Linked DNA regions of Gossypium hirsutum: region 2 is linked to region 1. Evidence: chromatin contacts called from public Hi-C data. All regions are on one chromosome and are shown on one strand. Each heading gives the region's core, a stretch centred on a gene start, on an enhancer-like site or on the middle of the called end of the contact. The rest is flanking DNA. Distances are from core to core; before and after follow the strand shown. Region 1 has its middle 4.9 kb from the start of LOC107939802. Region 2 has its middle 19 kb from the start of LOC107939796.

Evidence for each region. A called contact is a pair of places that touch in the nucleus more often than the background predicts.
Region 2: a contact with region 1 is called in a Hi-C map of leaf, with 4 times the contacts expected there. The contact joins two enhancer-like sites. A contact is called at or near these places in 17 of 34 Hi-C or Micro-C datasets (callus, fibers, hypocotyl and 3 more).

What each region holds. Positions count from the first base shown.
Region 1 is chrA12:13,190,231-13,195,116 of Gossypium_hirsutum_v2.1, reverse strand. No RefSeq gene overlaps it. Among protein-coding and RNA genes, the nearest start is that of LOC107939802, 4.9 kb to the right of the region's middle. Within about 2 kb of position 2,451, at least 3 of the 9 cell types and tissues checked have an H3K27ac peak or open chromatin away from gene starts, as enhancers often do. A contact at or near this core is called in leaf, where this site is marked.
Region 2 is chrA12:13,265,120-13,270,236 of Gossypium_hirsutum_v2.1, reverse strand. No RefSeq gene overlaps it. Among protein-coding and RNA genes, the nearest start is that of LOC107939796, 19 kb to the right of the region's middle. Within about 2 kb of position 2,641, at least 7 of the 9 cell types and tissues checked have an H3K27ac peak or open chromatin away from gene starts, as enhancers often do. A contact at or near this core is called in leaf, where this site is marked.

The sequences.
Region 1 (4,886 bases), core at 1,202-3,701:
TATACAAAACTATGAATGTTGAAATTTTGTAGTGATGCATTGATCTATAAAACCATTATTGTGACTTGCTATACGAATGTGATTGTTCTAAAGAACTATTATTTCGCATGCTTTATCTACTACTTTGTACCAATTTTTCTTGTGATTTAACTTATACTGAGCTTCTTAAACTCACTCCCCATTTTATTTCTATCTTTACAGATAACCCACCAGATTAAGGACATAGACTCGACATCCGGAGAACTTGGCACAGACTGTTTCTTTTATAAAAGTTTTTTATATTCATTATTCACAATCTCTACTATTCAAAGACTTTGTTATTTTATTTGAACTATGACATGGGACTTAGGTTTTGGATTTGCTTCGCATGCATGTCATTTTATTTTGATTTAGGTTATTGAAATATGGATTATTAATTAATCATGCATAAAAATCTAGTTTCCATTAAACTTAGGTTAAATATCACTTTTCCTGTTGCATTGTTATGTAAATGAGTTTTGAAAAACACATAGTAATTAGAAATCAACCTTTACTAAGTAAACTTTAAATTCCATTATTTTTTAGAAAACTATATCTTTCAGTAAAATTAAGATAACATGCTAAGTTTTCTTTAAAAATAAGCAAATGTTTTATACAACTGTTTTATAAACTTCGATCGTTACTAGGCCATTTTGGTGGCCAATGTAATATTCCGAATTTAGTCTTAACATCTAGGCGGGGTTTGGAGGGTTACATATACAATTATTTTTTATTAAAATTTATATCAAATATATAACATTATAATCTAATATATATATATATATATATATATATAAAAGCACAAATTTGGAAAACCTTTTAACTTGATGAGAATATATTTTATTTTTCATCATATTACGAAATTAAATTTAAAACTAATTATAATTTAATTTAGAATTATTAGTTAAATAAGTTGTGCTGATTTTAAAATAGAGTTATTACTTGGATAAAACTCTTAGCATAAAATATAGAAAAAATGTGATAATTATAATTATAATTTAATTTATAATTATTATTTAAAAAATTTGACGTAAAAATGTTGTGTTAATTTTTGTTTTAAATTTTTGTTTATTGATGTAAAATAGAATTATTAATTAAATAGAACTATAAGCATCTTAATTATCAGTTAATTAATTTTAGAGTTGTATATTAATTAAAATATAGGTTTAGCTTAAATAACATTAGATAATTAAGCATATTCAGTCAAGTAGCATCTAAGAAAAATTATCAGTAAAAAGTTGGAGATTTTTAACATTAATAAGCTAGAATTATATAAAAAAGAATTAAGAATTAAAGCCTTGATTTTTCGAAGAGGCATTATCAAATCATATTAAAATAATAATGGCGTCAGAAAGTGATCAAAAACTATATTAATGGATGATGAGCAGTGGCGAATCCAGAAATACGACTATTTATATTAGCATTGTTGACTACATTTTTTTACTATTAATTTTCATGTATAATCATTCAATAATTGACGTATACATATATATATTATTTAAATATTATAATTCATCTTTAGTTGAAACAATGATTATTTAATTAAGAAAATGTTATTATATATATCTAGTAAAATAATTAAGAAATACTTTACAAGTTCATATATAAAAAATTAAGCTAAAACATATCAAAATAAAATAAAATAAAATAAAATAAAACCCTAATAAAATTATAAATCCTAAATTCTAAAATTTGAATTTTTTTTTCTTTTGGGTATTATAGATAATATAAAAGTATAGAATTGTAAAAGAACTAAAGAAAATAAGTCAAAATATTTAAAAAATGCCTTGAATTTTTTTCTTGTTCTTCTTCTTCTTTTTTCAGTTTTATGGGTAAACGTTTTTTTTCTTTAATTTATATATATATATATATATTTAAAAATTGATGATTTATTTATTTTTATTGTAACTTTTTGAAAGAATTATTTTATAAAGGGTTGGTTTTTTTTAGGGGGTATGAGGGCAGAATTTAAACTTTTAAAGATGTTGAACGTAATAAAGTTGATCTTAAAAGAGTATTATATAAATTTCTAAAAAATTAAGGGATAATGACTCTCACTTGCCTCCCTTGTATTTGTTAATGATGATGAAATAATATAATATTATAATATATTTGTATAAACTTTATAAGTTTATATTATGTGAAGGAAATCTTCTTAAAATCATTTTAATAATTTATCTGTTATTTGTTTGGTGCTAATAAAAAATATTTTGTAAGTTTATTTAAAAAAAGAAGATAAATTTAAAAAATTATTTTTTAATCACCATATAAAAATCAAATCAGATTTAAGTGGTATTTTATCTTTGTTTAAAGAAATGTAGAATTGTGAATTATCTATTTAGATTTATTATGTCAGTATAGCGTATGCGTGAAGGAAGAAAGGGAATGTGTAGGGGGCAACGGAGAGTTAGGGACCAATAATGTTTGTCCAAAATGAGAGACCATAGTCAGAGAAAGACGCATGACGACATCTATTACGAAGTTGTCGCCCAATTCACAATCATATTACTTAATTAATTTGAATAAAGAATGATTTTGGTTTTTTTATTAATAAAAAATTGTAAATATGTGAAAATTAAAAAATAGAAATTATTGTAAAATAAAAAGTTGAAAATAAAATTTTTAAAATTTAAATGAGTTTAAACCCGTATCAACAATATAAAATATCTTACCCTTAGTTGAAGCCCTTAAAGAAATTCTTACTTGATTTCTTTATCTTGTATCTTAATCTTCTTCAATCCATCATTACTTTGAAGTTACAAATTACTTAAACAATAATAATAAATTAAATATTTGTATAAAATTATTATTATAATACCAATTAAAAAAAACGGCGAAAAGTAAATTCTATAATTATAAAATGAAGCTTTCTTAATATACAATAATAGGGGAAAACGAACTAGGGAGAGTTCAAAAAACAAATTCAGTATAACATATATTATAAACTAAATAAATATATGAAGTGAATATTATAATTTTACCTTCTTTCATCTCTTTTTGGTGGTATCGACTTATAAATTTTTTCTTTGAAAAATTACTACTTTAATACTCCATTAATTTTTAGACACTTTAAACTTATTTCAACTTGCTATTTAATATTAAGTTCTTTATGTTTTGAAATTTTGTCGCTCGATTCATAATATGAAAGATTCTTTTTTATTTAGGTAGTTGAAGATTTTTTTTTTTTTGTCAAAGGAAGTACCTAAAATTTTATTTTGTTATCATTTTAAGTAACAACAGTTAACACTCGTTGAAAAAAACTCCACACAATCAAATTATGACAAGTGTAATTTTTAATTAAATAAAAATATTTAAAATTAAAATTCAATAAAAATAAATTTAAAAAATACCATCTCTAAATCTCTCTCCTTTCATCTTCATCTTCTCTACCAAGAAAAACCTCCATTTCCAATACTAAAAACTCAAAATAGAAAGAAAAAAGACAACCCTCATTTTATCCATTTTGAAGCCATGATAGGTTAGGTTTTATGAGGTTTTTGATGAAGGGGAAAGAAAGAGGGATATGAAATTTTTATTTTTAATTTTTACGTATTTAATTAAAAAATGATAAGTGTCATAATTGAATTGGTTTGAATATTCTTTTTAATCAGAGTCAACTATTGGTATTGAAAATGATAAAGAGAATAAAATTTTAAATATTTACTTTGATTAAAAAAACCCTGAAATTTTAGGTAGTTTAAGTACTTTTATAAGATTATTTTAAATTCATATTAAGTTTCATTGATTATATTTATCATGATTATTAATACATTGTGCACATGGTTGTGCTTTTATTTTTTAATGAGTTAATTAATAAAGTAAAGGTATTCCAAAATTTGGTTTGTCAGATTCGCAAGTAATATTATTATTATTATTATTATTATTATTATTATTTTTGATCCTTAGATATCTCTCATTATCAGGTAAGTTTTGACTATACATTTAAAATAATCATTTTAAAAAAATGCTTAGATTGAATTTCTTAAATATAATTAATTTCATATAACATATTAAATTATATTAAATTATGATACACGTGTGGGTAAAAAAACAATGGTACCCTTTTAAAAAAAATTGTTATAACAATAGAATATTTTGATTAAAATAATTAAGAATAAATTACCCGTTTGTTCCTTTGAGGTGACTATTTTTATTTTAGTCACCCTAATTTGATCACTGTTGATAAAGAAATTAATTAAATTGTTCATTTTTCCGTTAAAATTAACAGAATGCTCTCATTTTCTTTTCTTTTTTAAAAAAAAAATTTATTTATTATTTTTATATCATCTCCCTTTTAACTTAAAAATCCTAATCTTCACTCCCTAAAAGATGATGTTGCTTCCTCCATCAAACCATCACTGACGAGAGTTGTCCTATCAATGAACAATGATGAGAGATGCTTCTTTTTTCTCTTTATTTTCCTTGTTTCCTTCTCTTTACCCACAATCGCTAATTCTCACTATCCACGTTCTAATTGTCCAATGTCTCCTTCGACATCAAAACTATCAAACCAAATTCACCAAAATAAAGCCAAAAGCCTCCTTTCAAATTTACAAGATTAAATTTCTAAAAAAAAAAACACCCTAAAAAGTTATGAGGTTGATCTCAATGCTTCAAAATTTTCCTACTTTGATATCCTTATCCCATTACTTTTAAGCTTATCAATGATGATTTGACGCTTATTAGTGATGATTTGACGGAAGTAACCATGACATCTTTAAGGGATGTCAATGATTAAAATTCTTAGATTAGAAAGGAGAAAAAAAAGAGAGGACAAACAAAAAATTACCGGAAAAAAGAAAAAAAATAAAAAAATTTAACAATGACCAATTTGATTAATTTCTTTAATGTTAATGATTAAATTAACA
Region 2 (5,117 bases), core at 1,392-3,891, 75 kb before region 1:
TAAGACCCGCTGACTCGTGTGGAGATTTCATCTGAGCTAAAGGTCTCGCTGATAATCTGAGTAGAGTTTAAAGCTATAAGACTTCGCAATAAGAATTACTTATAAATATATTCAATACAAAAGGTTAAACAGGTATGTACTCCAAGTTTATATGTGAGCTTGATTTGAACTAAATCATAAGTTAGTTATGTGATGCATACGTGAGCAATCTATGAGACTATTCCTATGATTATGTGACATTGGATCAGTGTGAGAGGTTATGTGAAATTATACAATACATCTATGTCACATGAGCTCACTTTTATGTGAAAGTTTATCTGCCTATTGTATATGATGAGATGTGCATATTCGGTAAAGGGATGGTATGCCCGAAGGAAGAGTGAAATAAAAATACGAACAACTATGTTATAATTTGATTGTTATCTGTTGACACTGCTTAAAACTTACTAAGCATTGTAATGCTTACTCCGTTTACTTTGTTTCCTCTATTTTATAGATCTCATTTGGAAGCTACAGACTCGGGGATCATCAGCAACTAGTCACACTATCACTATCCACTGCTTATTACTGTTATGTTTTGAATTATTTTATGGCATGTATAGAATAGACCAGTGGCCGAAGAATATTTTGGTTAACGTATATAAGCCATGCGAAAATGGCATCTTTTGAATGTGTACTTATAGAAGTTTAAATTTGTATACCTGACTGTCTTTAGTATTTATCTAAAGGAATGTTCTCAAAAAAAAAAATTTACTGTTCTGATATGAGTTTCAAGTCTGGTAATACCCCTTCACCTATTCTGGCGACGGATACGGGATAGGGGTGTTACATAATTGTTGAAGGTTTAATATATTATTATAACAATTTTAGAACAGCCATGTCATCCATTTATCACATACTTTTTTTTTTTGAATTAATTCACTGATTATATTGAAACAGGGCCAAAACAAATTCAAGCCAACAATAGACTAAGTCCAACACAAGAAACGGAAAAACAAAAAACCAAAAACAACCCAACACAGAACAAAACAAAATACCCCCAAAGTCAAAATAACAAAAATTAATAAAACAAAATAACCCAAAGACAAGCCCAAACACAAAGAAAAACAAAAGTAGCCCAATTCCACAAACCAGCAAAACGACAAAGAGGGATACTCTAGAGCATTCTTGCTCCAGCTAGAAACCACCCCATAAACCCCCTTGAAAACAACAATCGTCAAAACAATAATTATCAGCAATCAAATTAATATCTGACCATTTCAACCCTCAAAGGCTTCTTGAAACTCCACGTTCTTGAAAACTCTTCCACACAACAGATTCAAAAAATGTTTTCCTCTTCCCCTACTCTCCGTCCCCTCAGCTCTCTCATACTCTCAGTCCTCTGTCGATCTTCAGCCACCACTCCCACCGCTCCAAAAGCAACCATGTTCTCTAGATAAGTTGACTCTCTTCTTACCAATCCTTCAGTTAAAGTGATATGAGCAACCGTATTTGCTTCTCTGTTTGTAAAGAGGAAGACGCAGGTCTGAAATCCTAAGCTAATACTTTTAGAACCGTTTATGAGTGCAGCAATCTCAGATCTATCCTCATTTTCTTCTTGAAGCTTTCGAATCACCGTTCAAGAATCACCCTCGATCTCCACCTCCCTCATATCCGGTTGTAAACCCAGTTGTAGCGCTTGAAAGCACGCCACCACTTCAGCAGCGAAGACAGACGGTATGTTTGAGTTCATAACTATTTTTTAGCAAATAACCTCTATTTTAGCATTACGGATAACTAACCCTGAACACGATTCCTTCCTGCGATTGTTAAAAGCAGCATTGAAGTTAATCTTGATCCCTGTTCCTTCCGAAGCAACCCAACTAGCCACATAGAAACGTTCAACAGGTACATTCTGTTTCAACCCATCAAGTTCCTTAATATGATTTTCAACAAAAATTGCAATTTGAGCACCCGTCTTAATCTCACCATCATGGATAAATCTGTTTCTGGAAGTCCAACGTGCCCATAAAGTGCATGCAAATATTCTGCAAATAGCTTTAGATCTAGACTCAAAAATACATTTAAACCATTCTCTGAAATCAGTGCTTTCTTCAGAAAGGATCCACTTTATATTCAAGTATTCCCATGTTTCCTTTGCAACAGAGCACTTGTGGAACACATGTTCCCTTATTTCCACTCCATCCTGGCACCGACTGCAAGTCGCGGAGCCCCTCATTCGTTGATATTGAAGATTACTAAAAGTAGGTAGATAGTTACGAGAAATTCGCCAACTGTAATCTTTATTTTAAAGGGTAGGTCAAGAGTCCACAATTTTTTGTAAAATTGTTTGTAACTAGCCTGTAAATTATTAAGATTATCATGTAAAAGGAGTTTATGCCCACTTCGTAACGAATATTCACCAGTCGGCTCTCCACGCCAAATGACAACATCATCGAGCTCCTGCAAAGACAAGGGAATACAAAGAATCCTTTCTGCGTCCTGCTCCGAAAATGTATTAAAAATCAACTCTGAGTTCTATTTTCTAGCATTAGCATCAATCAGATCAACAACTTGTTGAACGCTTAAATTAACCTCTGTGTTTTGTACTTTAAAATCATCATTGCCAGGAATCCATGCATCTTCCCAAATAGAGACTTGTTTCCATTTCTAATCCTCCAACCCAGTCCTTTCAACAAAAGCCCATTAGTAGCCCAGATACTTCGCTAGGTAAAGGAAGGTAGATTTCCCAAACTGGAGTTTAAAAAGTTCGACTCATTATAATATTTAGCTTTAAAAGTACGCACTAGTAACGAATTAAGATTACGTAACAAACGCCAACCCTGTTTTGCCAATAAAGCGATATTAAAATGATTTAGATTGCGGAAACCCATGCCCCTATTTTCCTTAAGCGCGCACATGGACTTACAATCGTACCAATGCATCCCACGCTTTCCTTGATTTTTCCTCTACAAAAAGCCCCCATAATATTTTCCAATTCCAAACATAACGATTTTGGCAAAAGGAAGCAAGCCATTGTATAGGTGGGAAGTGATTGCAAAACAGCCTTTATAAAACTCTCTGGATCTCTCTGAGAAATGTGCCTTAAACTAAAACTATTAATCTGTTGCTTCAAGCGATTTTTCAAATTTTGAAAGGCGATTTTCTTCTTTCGACCCACCATGTTAGGAGGACCAATGTACTTCACTGGATTTTTCGAGCTTCTAACATTAAGAATCTGAAACACCATATCCTTATCCTGATCTGCCACATTAGAGCTAAAGAACACTGTTGATTTTTCAAAGTTAACACACTGCCCCGAACAAGCTTTGTATTCTTCGAGAATATCCTTCATCACACAGATCCCCCTAATTGAGACCTCTCCAAACAAAATGCAGTCATCTGCAAACATGAGGTGCGTGATCGGTGGAGCTGATCTGCAAACCTTGGCAACAGAAATTTTTTTCCTGACTAGCCAGTCTCATTAATGTAAAAAGCCCTTCTCCACAAAATAGAAACAAATAGGGACTTAAAGGATCCCCTTGGCCCAGGCCCCTAGAAGACCTGAAACTTGATCCTTCCTCCCCATTAATTAAAATCGTGTACTAGACAGAACTGATACATTGAAGGATAATATTGATGAACCTTTCATCAAAGCCTAATTTACTCATCATCTCTCTTATAAAAGGCCACTCAACTCTATCATAGGCCTTGCTCATGTCTAATTTTAGAGCCATGAAACCTTTTCTTCCATATCTTTTATTTCTAAGAGAATGAAGAACTTCATATGCGAGTAAAACATTATCAGAAATAAGCCTACCGAGAACGAACGCACTTTAGGCGCCATCAATGCACTCTTCCAAAACCTTTTGGAAACGATTAGCCACTGTCTTGGCAATAATCTTATAAATAACAGTACACCATCAATGCACTCTTCCAAAACCTTTTGGAAACGATTAGCCACTGTCTTGGCAATAATCTTATAAATAACAGTACACAGGCTAATGGGACGGTAATTTTTCAAATTGGTAGGATTAGTAGTTTTAGGAATCAGCACCAGTTGAGTCTTATTAATCTCTTCCAAAGAACTCCCATTATTCAAAATTCCTAAACAAAAATCACTAGTATCCTTACCAATGATGTGCCAGTACTTCTGATAGAAAATAACAGGGAAACCGTCAGCACCTGAAGCTTTTGTAGGCCCCATTCCTTTCAGCGACTCAATAATTTTGCCCTCTGAGTAAATGTCCAGCAACATTCGATTCATTCTTTCCAAAATACACGAATGAACCCCGGAAAGTATATGGTTCAAATTCCCAATTCCTCTCGACATAAAAAGGTCAGAAAAGTACCCTCTAACAATGGACTCCACCTCCCTACCATCCATAGCAATCGAGCCGTCAAGTCTTTGAAGACCACAAATCCGATTAACACGGCTTCTCTGAGACGCATATTTATGGAAGAATGCAGTATTCTTATCACCCATTTTCAACCAATTAGCTCGAGCCCGTTGCTCCCAATACATCTCCTCTTTATCCATCTCCATATTCAGCTGGAGTTTGATCCCAACAATCTCACCCAAATTCTCCTCCGATCTCTCGCCACAATTCAACTCTTCCAGCCTCCTGTTTAGACGTTTCACATCATACCCTCATTTATGCTTGATCTTTTTCGCCCAACCTTTCAAACCATCTGCAAGATAATCCATGCGAATTAAGAAAGATCCAGAACTATCCTTCCATAGCTTTCTTATCACCTCTTCACAAGAATCCTCTAATGTCCTCCAAGATTCAAAACAAAATCTTCTCGTTCTTCTGCTCACCACATCAGTCTTCGTCTTTGGAGAAAGAGTGTGGCAGATGTCTCAAAAATTAAGTTGAAAACTGTTGAAGCCACGAATCTATAGCTACACCCCGGTCTAATCTTTCTCTAATATTGCGTTCCATTATTCTACCCCTTTCCCATGTGAACCATGTCCCGTCAAACCCAATATCCACCAGCAAGCAATCATCCAATGTATTACAAAAATCCTCTTCTCTGAGCAGCCCTCCCTGTTTTTCATGGGCAAAAAGAATTTCGTTGAAGTCGCCCCCAACTAACCATGGAAGTGAATTATTTCTTCATAAACTTCGAAGTAA